Linked DNA regions of Sus scrofa: all the other regions are linked to region 2. Evidence: chromatin contacts called from public Hi-C data. All regions are on one chromosome and are shown on one strand. Each heading gives the region's core, a stretch centred on a gene start, on an enhancer-like site or on the middle of the called end of the contact. The rest is flanking DNA. Distances are from core to core; before and after follow the strand shown. Region 1 overlaps SLC9A8 (sodium/hydrogen exchanger 8). Region 2 has its middle 47 kb from the start of PTGIS. Region 3 has its middle 24 kb from the start of SLC9A8.

The links. A called contact is a pair of places that touch in the nucleus more often than the background predicts.
Region 1: a contact with region 2 is called in a Hi-C map of liver, with 5 times the contacts expected there. The contact joins two enhancer-like sites. A contact is called at or near these places in 2 of 5 promoter capture datasets (fetal liver and liver), 24 of 47 Hi-C or Micro-C datasets (alveolar macrophages, blood, embryonic fibroblasts and 14 more) and 2 of 2 datasets of contacts at active chromatin or transcription factors (alveolar macrophages and skeletal muscle).
Region 3: a Hi-C map of liver shows a contact between it and region 2, with 3 times the contacts expected there. The contact joins two enhancer-like sites. A contact is called at or near these places in 2 of 47 Hi-C or Micro-C datasets (embryonic fibroblasts and liver) and 2 of 2 datasets of contacts at active chromatin or transcription factors (alveolar macrophages and skeletal muscle).

Annotation. Positions count from the first base shown.
Region 1 is chr17:51,464,344-51,469,131 of Sscrofa11.1, forward strand. It overlaps SLC9A8 (sodium/hydrogen exchanger 8), which reads left to right. Exons shown (of 17, transcript XR_002340027.1): 13 at 490-601; 14 at 4,095-4,315. Among named protein-coding and RNA genes, the nearest start is that of IL29, 18 kb to the right of the region's middle. Within about 2 kb of position 2,953, at least 20 of the 83 cell types and tissues checked have an H3K27ac peak or open chromatin away from gene starts, as enhancers often do. A contact at or near this core is called in liver and subcutaneous adipose tissue, where this site is marked.
Region 2 is chr17:51,245,176-51,249,798 of Sscrofa11.1, forward strand. No RefSeq gene overlaps it. Among named protein-coding and RNA genes, the nearest start is that of PTGIS, 47 kb to the left of the region's middle. Within about 2 kb of position 2,811, at least 18 of the 83 cell types and tissues checked have an H3K27ac peak or open chromatin away from gene starts, as enhancers often do. A contact at or near this core is called in alveolar macrophages, liver and subcutaneous adipose tissue, where this site is marked.
Region 3 is chr17:51,375,050-51,379,681 of Sscrofa11.1, forward strand. No RefSeq gene overlaps it. Among named protein-coding and RNA genes, the nearest start is that of SLC9A8, 24 kb to the right of the region's middle. Within about 2 kb of position 1,617, at least 13 of the 83 cell types and tissues checked have an H3K27ac peak or open chromatin away from gene starts, as enhancers often do. A contact at or near this core is called in alveolar macrophages and liver, where this site is marked.

The DNA of each region.
Region 1 (4,788 bases), core at 1,703-4,202, 220 kb after region 2:
GCCGCACTTACGGGCGCAGGGAGGCCTTTCTCAGTCTTCCCTCCTCTCCCTGAGGAGTGGGGCCCTCACCGGAGAGGCAGGAACACCTTGCCTGGCCCTCAGGGCTGGCGCATCGGGGATGAGTAGCGCAGGCCTGTCCCACGGCGGAGCCCTTTCGGGAAAGCCACACTGCCGTAAATTAATCTCTGGGTGCTTACACGCGGCCTCTTGACGATGCTAAAGCCGTCACTGAGGCCTTGCTAGTCCTCTTCCTCACAGTGGAAACAGCGCACAGAGCTCTGTCGTCTCCCAGACACAGAGAAATTGGCCTCTCCAGCCCCACACCCCTCCTGGGTCTCCGCCGGGCACTGTGCTGTCACTGTTCATGCCTCTGATGACAGGGGAGGCTGCCTTGATAATGGGTGTGTTACCAGGCCTGTGTTAGCCTAACGAGCTTCAACTTGAAGAACCAGAGGTGTCCGTGTAAGACTTAATTGTTGCTGTTAACAGGTGCTTGTGCTGTTTGGCCGAGCGGTGAACATTTTCCCTCTTTCCTACCTCCTGAATTTCTTCCGGGATCACAAAATCACACCGAAGATGATGTTCATCATGTGGTTCAGCGGTGAGTCCAGTCTTTTTTTTTTTTAAAACTGGAAGGCTGGTAAGTGGGACCTTGAATGAACTTCAGAGGGAAAACGCCTGTTATGAAGGCCCAGGCCTTGGAGAGAGTGCCCACGGCCGTCCCTGAGTGCCCTTTGAGACCAAGCCTATCTGCTAAGTGCCACGTTACACAGGCTCCCATTTAAGGGCACCTGCTGTAACCCAGGCCCTGGGAGAGGCCCTGGGAGGACAGTCCCTGCCCACAGCACGTGAAGAGGTGGTACGTGTCAGTTCCACAGATGAGGAAGTGCAGGCCCAGGGACAGAGCACCTGCTGGGGTTTTGAGTGGCCACGGCGGGTGGGGCAGAGTCAGGCTTTGCCCTCCTTCCCTCCCCTCTTTCCTGCACAGATGGCCCAGGACGGCCGCTCTCACCTGCATGCTTTCTAGGCAGAAGGAACAAGGGGCTCAGAATAAAAAGGTTAAAGTTTGAACCTGATTTATTGCAGGCTAGATTTGGAATTTTTTTTTTCATTCAGTCCTAAGTTCTGATAGTTTATTTGAACATTTCAGTTGCTGTTCAATCTCATATTCCTCCACTTTTTTGTTATTTTTTGGTTTTTTGCTTTTTAGGGCCACACCCACAGCATATGGAGGTCCGCAGGCTAGGGGCTGAATCGGAGCTGCAGCTGCTGGCCCATGCCACAGCCACAGCAACATGGGATCTGAGCCGCATCTGTGACCTATGCCACAGCTCACTCACAGCAATGCTGGATCCTTAACCCACTGAGCGAGGGATCAAACCTGCAACCTCATGGTTCCCAGTAGGATTCGTTTCTGTTGCACCATGATGGGAACGCCTATTCCTCCACTTTTAAAGGATAGAAATGACTTCATAATTCTGTGGCTCCTTTAGAACTGGATCCATAGACATCTTTAAAATTATTTTTGAGCAATACATCCTGTTCTTTGTGATTTAAATATTGTAACTAAAATATTTTTGAATGGGTTGGGGTCTAGCAACATGTTTTGTGAGCTGTTTTCTGTTCAAGAGCATATCTGTAAGTTTTTTGCAGATTTCTTTTTTCTGAAAGGCCTTTTAAAAATATATACTGTGGGAGTTCCCGTCGTGGCGCAGTGGTTAACAAATCCGACTAGGAACCATGAGGTTGCGGGTTCGGTCCCTGCCCTTGCTCAGTGGGTTAAGGATCCGGCATTGCCGTGAGCTGTGGTGTAGGTTGCAGATGCGGCTCGGATCCCGTGTTGCTGTGGCTCTGGCGTAGGCTGGCGGCTACAGCTCCGATTCGACCCCTAGACTGGGAACCTCCATATGCTGCGGGAGCGGCCCAAGAAATAGCAAAAAGCCAAAAAAAAAATATATATACTGTGTATTATGACAGATATAGGTAGGTAGGTGTGTATGTATATATGTATAATGAGAAAACTTTTTTCCTTAATCTTTCATGCCCGGGAGGGGGGAAAAATGTAAAATAGTTGATCCAGGGTCTTGAAAATCTCAGAAAGTCTAAGAAATGTGTCAGGCATTTTACAAAGTATGTGTGCCCTTTGGGGGAGGGAGGCATGGTAAGAGAACTCTATGGACGGAGTTCCTGTGTGGCAAAGCAGGTTAATGATTCGGACTTGTCACTGCAGTGGCTTGGGTCGCTGCTATGGCACAGGTTCAGTCCCTGGCCCGGGAGCTTCCACATGCCATGGGCACGGCCAAAAAAAGGGAAAGGTTTCCTGTGGGGAAGTAGGTGGTGGTTCTGAACAGCGAGGGCTCTTGGCTGCGGGGATTCTCCCGCAGGCTGTTCCAGACCCCTCTCCACCGACTCCCTCCCGCTCTCCTGGACCTTCAGCCGGTCTCCCCCATCCTTTCAACAGTTGATAAAAACCAGCAACGTCAGCCGCAGTCCCTGCTCCTCATTCCCTCCAGCTGTTTCCTTGTCTCCTGGCCAGACCTTCTCAGTGGACTTTTCTGGCCCATCTCCTTGGCTTTGGGCTCCTTCCTCCCACCAGCCTGCCTGCTGACGGGTGGGACACCCTCTTCCTCTCTTCCCTCGTCCTCTGGCTCCTCAGGCTCTTGTCCAGCTCCCCCTCTTCTGTTAGCAGCACCTCAGTAAACAGTGGCTTCCTTAGGACTCAGCATCACCTCTTGAAGTCTCACTAGCTCAGCAGTCCTGGGGCCTCACTTGCATCTAGTTCCCCGCCTCCCAGAGCTCCTGCCTCTGCCCCAGACCTCGCCTCCGCAGTCCAGACTCCTAGGTCTGAAGCCTCCTCGGATGCCGTGGCGCCACTGCAATCTCGTCTCAGGACTAAACTGACCTTCCTGCCCGGCCGGCTGGTTTGCCAGCGTCCCCCTTCCACAGAAAACAATCATGTGCTTTGTAGCAGAGGTGTGGCCAGCTCTTCCTCAGAGTTTGCTGTGCACATGCTGTCCTCAGCCAAGGCCTTTCCTCCTCAGGCCACCAACCTGGCAGGCCCCGTTCCTACTTCCTTGGGAGGGGTTGAGTCACTCGCCCCCAGCCTGGGAGGCCCCATGGAAAGCCAGGGAGGGGACTCGGGAGCCAGACTCCCAGCCCCGTGCCTGGACCCCTGCACAGCACAGCCTCCTAGGACCTGGGCGTCCTCCCGGTCCTTCCCTTCCCTGTCACCCCACCTTCCACTCCCTCCTGGGGCCTCTTGCTTCCACCCCCTCCCGTCTCCCGCTGTGTCCCCTTGTCGGGTCTTCAGCAGCCCCCACCCCACCCCATCACGCTGTGATGCATCAGCCCCCACATCTAGGTCGGATCCTGTCGCCACGTTCTGCCCACCCACCTCCTCCCGAGGGCTCTCTCCATCACACGAATCCTTGTGGGGTGGTCCCCTTCCCTGCTGTTCTGGGAGCCCCTGTTCCCCCCGCCAGGGCACAGGCAGGCCAGGAAGCTTTCATAGAGAACATGCTGTTCCCAGCTCTGTCCACGCCCCGGAGTCCAGCCGGCAGCCCCCCAGGGGACCAGGACAGGGAGTCAGGGCGAGGCTGTGGTGCCGCCACGTACAGCGGGCGTGGGGCAGATGTCCTGTGCCTGTCAGGCGTGTGGCAGTCTCGGCCCTCACCTGTGTTCCGTGAGGATAGCAGGACAGTTCTGCCGGCTCCCTGCCACCACTGGGTGAGACTGCACGCGGAGCCCACGGCACGAGGCGGGCTCAGTCTGCACAGCCATCGTGTTTCTAACACGTGAGCACTGGGCTTGCTACATCCTCCCACACACATACACACACCCCTCGCAGCCTGGCCAGGTCACCGCCCTGTAAAGTGAGACCGGAGGTGAACCTCCCCTCGGCCCCGCTCCTCTGCGCCTGCTTTTCCCACCCCCAGAAGCTCGCAGGATGAGTGCGCAGTCTCCAGTGGGATCTGTTAGAACATTCCACTGGCCATGCTGCCGGGCCAGGCCCGGGTCCCCCAGAACCGGGTCAGTGATGCCGCGGCCGCCTCCTGCCTCCCTCTGTCCCTCTCACTCCCTTCACTGCCCCGCAGGCCTGCGGGGAGCCATCCCCTACGCCCTGAGCCTGCACCTGGACCTGGAGCCCATGGAGAAGCGGCAGCTCATCGGCACCACCACCATCATCATCGTGCTTTTCACCATCCTGCTGCTGGGCGGCAGCACCATGCCCCTCATCCGCCTGGTGGACATCGAGGACGCCAAGGCGCGCCGCCGGAACAGGAAGGACGTCAACCTCAGCAAGACGGAGAAGATGGTCAGTGCCGGCCTGTCGGGGTGGGGGCCCCGTTCACCACCAGGAATGGGGACATGAGGCACGATTCGGGGGTGCTCAGCCCTGGGCACGCCCACAGGTACCAGCATCCCGGGCCGAGGAGGAGGCGGGACTCAAGTTCTGCAGTGTGGCCCTTTGGGCTGGGTGGTCTGCCGGCGTCGTGCAGCCATGGAGGCTGTGGCGGAAGAGCGTGGACCCTACCGCTCTCTCCCAGGAACTCTCCTCCCCTGCCAGTGGCCACAGCACTCCATCAGGCTGGGGCTGGAAGGACGGTTCCAGAGACCACCAAATGGCAAAATCAGAGTCCTTCCCCGGCACGTACTGAGGTCCTCCGCCAGGGCCTGAGGAGCGGAAGGTGCTCCCGGTGGCTCTCAGGGCCACTGGAGAGGGCCCTCCACGGAGGACGGCGAGGGCATGATTTAGGGCTGGAGGTGCCCAGGGCCAGCCGCAGTGAG
Region 2 (4,623 bases), core at 1,561-4,060:
GGGCTGTTCTAACAACTGCCTCTTCTGGGCAGCCTCAGTGACTCCCTCTCCCAGGACCTCTTGTGTTAAAAAAGAGGTCCCTCGAGCCATCACCATCACACCAAGCCTATAGTTTCCTTGCTGGTTTCTCTGCCACCACATGGCTCCCCAGAGCAGCCAGAGGGAACGTTGAGAAACATGAAACCAAACATGTCGCTTGCCTGATGGGAATGTCTAGGAGCTCCTGGCTGCCTGTCCCTGAGCACCAAAGTTCTCACCATGGCCTGCAAGGCCCTGTCTTTTCCCCCTCTCTCCCCTCCAGCTGCAAAGGCCTCCCTCTACTTTCTCCAAGCCAATTCTCTCCTGCCTCAGGGCCTTTGCACTTCCTCTTTCTTCTTCCTGGAACTCTCTTTCCCTTGTTCTTTTCATAACTTCCTCTTTTTCTTCTTTTTTTTTTTTTTTTTTTTCTGGCTGCACCCAAGGTAGGCAGAAGTTCCCCAGCCAGGGATCGAACCCACAACCAAAGCAGTGACAGTAACAGAGGTTTGATGAGTAAATAAAAGAATTAAAGAGTGAGTTTGAGAAGCCAGCAAGTGAAAAGGCTCAGACTCAGAAAGCTCCACTCTCCAAATTTAGACTGAAAGTAGTTTCACTGTTTCAGGCCACTGCTCCTGGTCAGGGTTTCAAAAGTGCTCAGAGGTGGGGCTTTTGTGGTGATAGGAAAATCCGACACTTGGCAGCAGTCTGTAGGTGGTGTCTCTCGGGAAGGGATGAGTTGAATGATGACCCTCGGAGCCTCCAACTGTAAGAGCAGAGCAGGGTCCGGTGAGTGAAAACACGATCCCACGTGATTTTGACCACAGCCAGCAAGACCTGCAGCCCTGGCAGCAAAGGCTGCCGGGATTTCCAGCCGTGTTGTCCTTCTTCTGGTCTTTGCACACCTCTCAGGCCCTTTTAAAGCTCTTGGTTTGCAGGTGGGACAGGAGCAAAGCTGTGACGGCAGAGACACGGCTATATGAAGCCATGTGGCTCGCTGTCTTATGTTGTGTGTTTACCTGGAGTGGCACTGGGGGCATTGAAATTACAGAGAGAAGAGACAAAGGCACCTCCCACAGTCCTTGGTGTCCCCCCTTGATGCTACTACTGACCACTGTGACAACACCCCAGGCCTGACGTGAAGCTTCCAGTGTTTGACAGATGCCAACGCTCCCTTCAAACCAGGCCCCATGACCCCACGGTAGGGTGGCAGGAGCTGTTCCTTTAACAATCATGTGGCTGAGGAAGGATTCAGACTTCCCATCACCTGCGAATTAGCTTCCAGGGCAAACTGTTCATTTTTGCCGCTTGTGAAGTGAATTCTGCTCCCTGTTCTGGCTGAAAACGTCCCTGGGAGGATAGGAGCCAGCTCAGGACAGCACAGCTCAGCACCCTTCTCGCCCTCTTGGCCACCTAGCCCTGCCCCACTCAGCTCCCTGCTGCTGCTGCACGCAGCACCGGCCGGCACTGGCCAAGGGATCTCCAGGACAGTGCCGGGTGGCCGGGTTGTAGGAGCCAAAGGGAAAAGCGGTCCCTGTTCTGTGGGGAGGCGGATGGGGAGGAATGGGGAGAGTGAGAAGCAAATCTGCTGCTTTATTTTTCTTTTTTGGCCGCCCCAAAGCATGTGGAGCTCCTGGGCCGGGGGTCAGATTTAAGACCTAAGCGGCAGCTGCGGCAACACTGCATCCCTAACCGGCTGTGCAGGACCAGGGATGGAACCTGCGTCCCAGCACTCCCAAGACGCTGCTGGTCCCGCTGCACCACAGCGGGAACCCCTAAATCTCCTGCTCTTAGTTTTAGAAAGAAGAGGGACCAGGAAAGATGTTAGGGTGAGGGCTCCCACTTCTACAACCAGAACTCCCAGGGGCAGGCTCTTTGCTTCTCCGGGACTCCATTTCCTTAGCAGTGGTTCATGTTTTGTAAGGACGCATTGAGAAGCTAAGAAGACGGTAGCTGGGTAGGCAACCTTTCCTCTCTCTCTCATAAAAATATAAAATACAAAACAAATATTTTAACACCTGCTATCACGCCCTGCCCTGAATGGCCAGGAGAGCCCTCAAGAATTTACCAGGTAGAGGGTAAGATAGCTAATAAACCAGTGAACACACAAATGAACAAGGGGACTGAGTCATCTGGTGATGAGGTGTAAAGAAAAGTCACACAGAACTGGGACGGTCGGCTGCTGCAACCTGGGTGTTCAGGGAAGACACCCGAGGTCGAAGGAGTGCTCCCAGCAGAGGGCAGAGCCAGGGAACACACCCCGAAACTAATGTCCCCAAACAACGTCAGCTTTAAATGCACTCCAATTCTTGACTTGCTACCTTACCTAAGCAGTGCCAGACTCACATACAAAATTTAACCTTTTAAGCTGAATTCGTTGGCCAAGATGCTGGCACAAATTTTCCTGCAAAGCTAGACCGCAAGCAGTTTAGACTTTGGGGTTCATACATAGTCCCAGTCACAAGTCAACCCCTCACTTCTGCCACTTTAACTGGAAGCTGCCGGAGACAAGATGTGAACCAATGGGCATGGCTCTTTGCCAATAAAACTTTATTTACAAAAACCGGCAGCAGGCTGGCCAGAGTTTGCCAACCCTTGAGTTAGGCTAAAAATTAACAGAACCATGAATGGTGAAGGAGGATCACAGAGCAAGAAAAGAGTCCAGGAAAAAATAGAGGCAACGACATGTACTGGCCGGTTTATCAGCTTGTATCACATAATAGCAAAGCCGTAGAAGGAAGTCCAACCGCCCAACAAGAACAGACAGAGCTGCCAGGCTCTGCGGACACAAAGGAAAAGGAAGTGACAACAAAGAGTGACAGGTTACACAGAAACACGGAAAAGCAAGGCTGACAATGAAGAAAGGACACACCACAGGAAGGAGGTGCCGATTACAATATAGAATTGTACACGTTTTGATCCTGGCCCACGGCTGCAGAGAGCTACCTGCAGACTGCGTGCAGTGGTGACGGCGGGGACATGATGTTTTCGTAGCTCTCATTCTGCCTCCACAAATGATCACAAACAGAACGGAGGCAAAACTTTTTTTTTTAATTTACAAATTGATTCCACAAATATGTAATAAAGACCTACTATGTTAGGGGCTACCAAGACTTAAAGTGGGGATAATGGCCACTCCTCTTGGATGGGGTTATTATTATTATTTTTTTTTTAGTGAAAACATTTCATAGGAAAAAAATGTATCTTTTTTTTCTGACTTAAAAGCCAAAACCATCTGGAAAGCTTGTTAATTTTAAAAACCTCATGAAGACAAAAAAGAAAAGAAAACGGATGGTATGGATGGGGTTATGGAGAAGAAGGATTTTATAGTAATTTTAAAAATGTTTAAATTGTAAAATATACATACATTAAAGTTACCCTCTTGACCATTTCGCATGGACAGTTCAGTATTGTGAAATACATTCACTGTTGTGGGACCCGTCTCCAGAACTTTTCATCTTGCAGAAATGAAATTCGATTGTGATGGAACAATAACCCTTCACTTCCCCTGCCCCCCCAGTCCCTGGCAACCACCACTCTACCTCCTGTCTTTATGGATTTGACTATTCTAGGAACCTCATGTAATGGAATCAGGCAGTATTTGTCTTTTTGTGAATAGCTTACTTCACTTACCATAATATCCTCAAGGTTCTTTTTTTTTTTCCCCTGACCTACAGCAGGTAGAAGTTACCAGGTCAGGGACTGAATCTGCACCACGGCATCAACCTGAGCCACTGCAGTGACAATGCCAGATCCTTAACCTGCTGCACAAAAAGAGAACTCAAATTTCCTTTGTTTTCAGGGCCGCACCTACAGCGTACAGAGGTTCCCAGGCTAGGGGTCTAATCGGAGCTACAGCTGCCGGCCTACTCCACAACCACAGCAACATGGGATCCAAGCCATGTCTGCAACCTACACCACAGCTCAGAGCAATGCCGGATCCTTAACCCACTGAGCGAGGCCAGGGATCGAATCCGCAACCTCATGGTTCCCAGTTGGATACGTTTCCGCTGTGTCACGATGGGAACTCCTTTTTTTGAGTGGGGGGCACACCTGAGGCATATGAAATTTCCTAGGCTAGGGACTGAATTAGAGCTGCTGCTGCCAGCCTACACCATAGCCACAGCAACACCAGATCCGAGCCGCCTCTGTGACTTACACCACAGCTCATGGCAACATCAGATCCTTAACCCACTGAGTGAGGCCAGGGATTGAACCTGCATCTTCATGGATACCAGTTGTGTTCTTAACCTGCTGAGCCAAAATGTGAACTACATTCTTTTCTTTTTAAGGCTGAATAATATTCCGTTATCCCTACCACATTTTACTAATCCATTCCTCTGCTGATGGACACTTGGGCTGCAGCCCTATTTTGGCTTCTGTGAATAATGCTGCCATGAACATAAGTGTAAAATATCTCTCTGAGACTTTCCGTTCTTTTGGATATATACCCAGGAGTGGAATTGCTGGATCATGTGGTCACGCTTTAATTTTTTTTTTAGGGCCACACCCACAGCATATGGAAGTTCAGGCTAGGGGTCAAATCGGAGCTGCAGCTTCCAGCCTACACCACAGCCACAGCAAGATCCAAGCCATATCTGCGACCTT
Region 3 (4,632 bases), core at 367-2,866, 130 kb after region 2:
TGGTGTGACCTGGAAAATACAGTCTGCCCCAGTTTGTTTCATGCTATGCATCCCTGGCTGAAACATGACTTAAGTGATGTTGCATCTTTCTCAGGGCATCACGTTTGGACAGCCGTGATGTCATCCGCCTCTCCTTGGTGATGGAGATTTTGATTTCCTGGTGAAGGTATACCAGTTCTCCTCGAAACTTATAAGTAATCTACTAGGGGCCATGTGAAGACAATGGAATCGTTTGTTCCTCATAAATTTCTTCAGATTAGCATTCGTTAATGATTTTTGCCTGAATCAATTTATGATGATTTTAAAACATATATTTTTACTAACATAAGTAGATGCAGAGCTGCACCTGGGATTTTGGGGGGTTTTGTTTGTTTGTTTTTGTAAAAATGTGTGTTGGATTGCATTCCACCTTGACACAATCTTTTCCAAGGGTGGCTATTATTTTATTTTATTTATTTATTTTTGTCTTTTCTAGGGCCGCTTCCCGCGGCACATGGAAGTTCCCAGGCTAGGGGTCTAATCAGAGCTGTAGCCACCGGCCTACGCCACAGCCCCAGCAATGCAGGATCTGAGCCGCGTCTGTGACCTACACCACAGCTCATGGCAACGCCAGATCCTTAACCCACTGAGCAAAGCCAGGGGTTGAACCCACAACCTCACGGCTCCTAGTCGGATTCCTTAACCACTGTGCCACGACGGGAATTCCAAGTGGCTATTATTTTAATAATGAGGAGTCATTTTTATTTTAATGATGGTTGCTCCTGCTCAGCCTCCTATGCTGGTTTTCTCCTGTCTCTCTGACCTTGATTGTGTTGCATGTGCCCCACAGCTCAGTCCTCAGAAACCTTGTCCCATCTAGTCTCCTGCCTTGAGATACCGTCTAAGCACTAACATCCTTGAATGGATGTCTTTGGCCCAAGACCTCTGTCCTGAACTTCAGGATCAGATCTTCATCTGCCTCTTCCCCATCTCCACTTAGAGATCTAACAGCCATCTCAAAATGAACATGCCCAAAATCCAGCTCCGAACTTTCTCCCCACCCAAGGTGCTCTGTCTTCTTACCATCTTAGTTAATGTCTCCTTCAGCCTTCTATTTGCTCGAGCCAAAATCCTGAGCACCATCTTGGATTCCTTTCTATCTCTCACCCCTCACATCCAGTCATTAGCCATGGCTCAGCATCTCTGCGTAATTTTTCGTTCATCACCATCTAACATGCTGTATATTAATTTATTGGTTGTCTATCTCCTGCCACTATTAAGTCAGCTCCAGGAAGGCAGGGATCATGTCTGTTTTCCACACAGGGGCATCCCTAGTACCTAGCACAGTACCTGGTAGGTGCTCAATAAATATTTATTGCATGCAAGAATGAAACATCTTTGTACCAACCACAAACCTTGTCTAGAACTACATACATAGTGGGTGCCCCCCCCCAAGTGTTTGGATTAATGAAATAAAGAACGAGCACCTCCAATGCCACTTGTATGATCAATGCAATAAGGCCACCATTCCTGGTAACTTATTGACATTTCCCTGTCCAAACAAGTCTCTCCCACAGTCCAAGAGCTGATAACATGGGCAGTCAGGCTGGCTGGCACCAGACTGACCCGGATGTGGTAATCAGGCCACATCACAGGGGAAGGGGAACTTTGTGGCCAGAGGCTCCAGGGGTAGAGGCCAAGTTGAGCATTTAGAGGGGAAGCTGATGCCAGTAACTCGAGCCGAAACAGAAACTGTGGTGACTGGCCAGGAAGGATGCCTCCACCTGTGCCTCTTGCCCCCCGCAGCCGCTGCTGTCTTCTAAAAGACCACAAATATTTTTCGGAGGAAACTTTTCATTGAAGTGTAACATACATATAGAAAAGCACACACACAAGTGACAACTCAATAAAATTTCACAAAGGCACCACACTAGGATAACCAGCCCCCAGATCAAGGAACACTTCCAGGCCCCTAGAAGCCCCCTCCAGTCTCTGTTGCCACCAGCATGGTAACTATCACCCTGATTTCCAACCCTAATGATTATTTTTGCCTGTTGTCGAACTTTATTGCTGGCATAATACAGCATTAATTATTTCACGTTATGACTTCTTTGCAGATTATGTTTGCAGGAACAGGCTTTTGAAACTTGCCTCTTCTTCCACAAACTCTAAATAGGAAAGTGAACCTAGTAATAACTCACCTTGCTGCTGGTTTCAATATGTCAGCAATTCCTTGGAGCCTGAAGCCCATCCAGGAGGCTGGAATTGTTATTGCTCCCATTTCACAGATGAGGTGAATGAGGCACAGAGAGGTTAAATAGTTTGCCCACCTAGGAATTAAGAGTCTGCGTTTGAACCCAGGTCTGTCTGATCTATGAGCTCATGTTCTTATCTATCATACACATGTCTTATCAATAAAATGACCATTTATTGAGAACCCCCTTTGGGCTGGACATTGTGCTTGAGCTTTATGTTCATTGATTTTCCCAGCCCCTGCATGAGTCATATGTCTTTATCCCTGCTTGACAGATGATGAAAGCAGGATTCAGAGAGGTTAAGTAACTTATTCAGGGTCACACAGCCTAGAAAGGCATGAAAATAGAGACTTAAGCCCTATTGCACTGATTCCAAAGTTCAATGCAGGGTGATATCCACATCCAGTATTTACGTGCATCTTTCAAATATACCTACTGGTTTTTTCAAAGAAGAGACAACAATAGCAGTTATCTTTTGTAGAACCTCTCTGAAGCAGATGCTTTGGGCAAAGATTATGAATAATCCCTCTAATATCTGTTCCTGCCTCCTCTTTCCTAGTGAGAGAATGCCTGATTTTTAGCTGGACCCACAGCTTCCCACAGCTTTACCACATATCCCAGGCTTCTTTGAAGCGAGGTGGAAAAATGTGACTAAGTTACAGCCAATGGGAAGCTCCCCTCCTATATACCCCCTGGACCCACTTCTGGGTCCTTTTTATGTATATTTTATTTCAATTACAAAAACAATTTTTCCCTTAGTAAGCCAAGGTTACTTTGGGTCTCTAGTTTGTACTCTCATATACAGCACTTTATTATTCATAATCTTTATTTCTCCAATCAGCCTCAAGACGGGGGGGGGGGGGGCGGGTCTCTCCTTTATGGTTGAGGGACTGAGGCTCAGGGACAAAGGGATCTGCTCTAGATCAGCACCAGAGTCCACCCCCTGGGACAGCAAATCTTCTGTTCTTCCATTCTACCAGGATTGGCACACTGTGGCCTGATGGCCCTTGCAGCTGAAAACGGTTTTAACATTTTTAAAGGGCTGAAGCAAGGAGGAGGACAACGAGAGGAACAGGCAACAGAGACCTTAGGTGGCCTGCAAAGTCTAAAATATTTACTATTTCACCCTTTACAGAAAGAGCTTCCCAACCCCTAAAATTTTAAACTCTCAGTTTCTCTGCCTGGGAAATGGGGGTTCAGACATGTATTTAACAAACGCAGGAGGACATGTATTAGAGTCACACAGGTGATGGAGCGAGGAAAGAAGCTAGAGCAGGAGAACTCTAATGAGTGTGCATTGGATAAACCAACCCTGTTTATTGAGAGAGAGAGGCCACCAGCCTCTGGAGGAAAGATGCTGGGATAAGATAGGAAGTTAGTCTGCTGCTGTCTTAACTGAATAAGGTTGGGCAAGTCCCTTACCTCATCTGGTGTGCTCTTTCTCATCTACAGGGGGGAGTTACAAATGTCCTCTTGGCTTTACCTACTCAGGACCCAATTCCCCATCCCCTTGTAATAGCATCCCGATTTCCCCAAGCTCCTTCTTTACTCCCTGTCTACATAAGGCACATGGAACTAATTCTGTCCTTGGCTCCTGAGACCAAATGCCCTACAGCAGCCAATCAACACCTCATCCCTCTGCCCAGAGAGACTGGCTCAGGGATGGGCATGTGCCCCAAGTGGACCAATGAGTCAACCCTTGCGTTTCTGGTGGCATCATTGGCAAAGAATTATTTCCTTCCCGCTGTGCTAGACCCATCTGAAAGCCTGAAGCTTAAAGGCAGCCACTACTGAGAGCATTAGAGAGAGACTGAGGTCTGATAATTTACGAGCCCCTGAATTTAGCTGTACGTGGATGCCAGCACATCCCTGCACCTGTTATTCTCTGTGAGCCAATATGTTTTGGTTTTTCTGGCCTAAGTCACTGCAGCAGATGATGCTGATCCTCTGCCCGTACCCCCTGCGCAATCATCATGTTGACGCTTGGTGACCTGATGGCTTCCAATTCCCAGCCCTGTGCTTCCTGTCTGAGGGCTTGTCCCTCCCGTGCCCTGAGTACAGACCAACTGAGAATGCCTGGGGCGGGGTACCCTCCCCAGTGACCGACAGGAGTTTGTGGACAAATATTCGGACTCCCTTGCCCCTGAGGGGACAGATGTGACGTGTGTCCCACCTTATCTCCAGGAGACCCACAGTGGGCTTGAGCCTCAGGTGCCCAGAGTGAATACCTGCTCAGTAACTCACTTTCTATTGGCTTCTTTCCCTTCCTTGTCGAACTTGCCACCTCCCCTGTCAGTGCTTCGGAGAGTCAGCTCCCAAACAAACTACTTGCGCACAAATCCTTGTCTCAGATCTACGTCTGCAGGACCCTCATTGAAGCGTCTCCTCAGATTGGTTT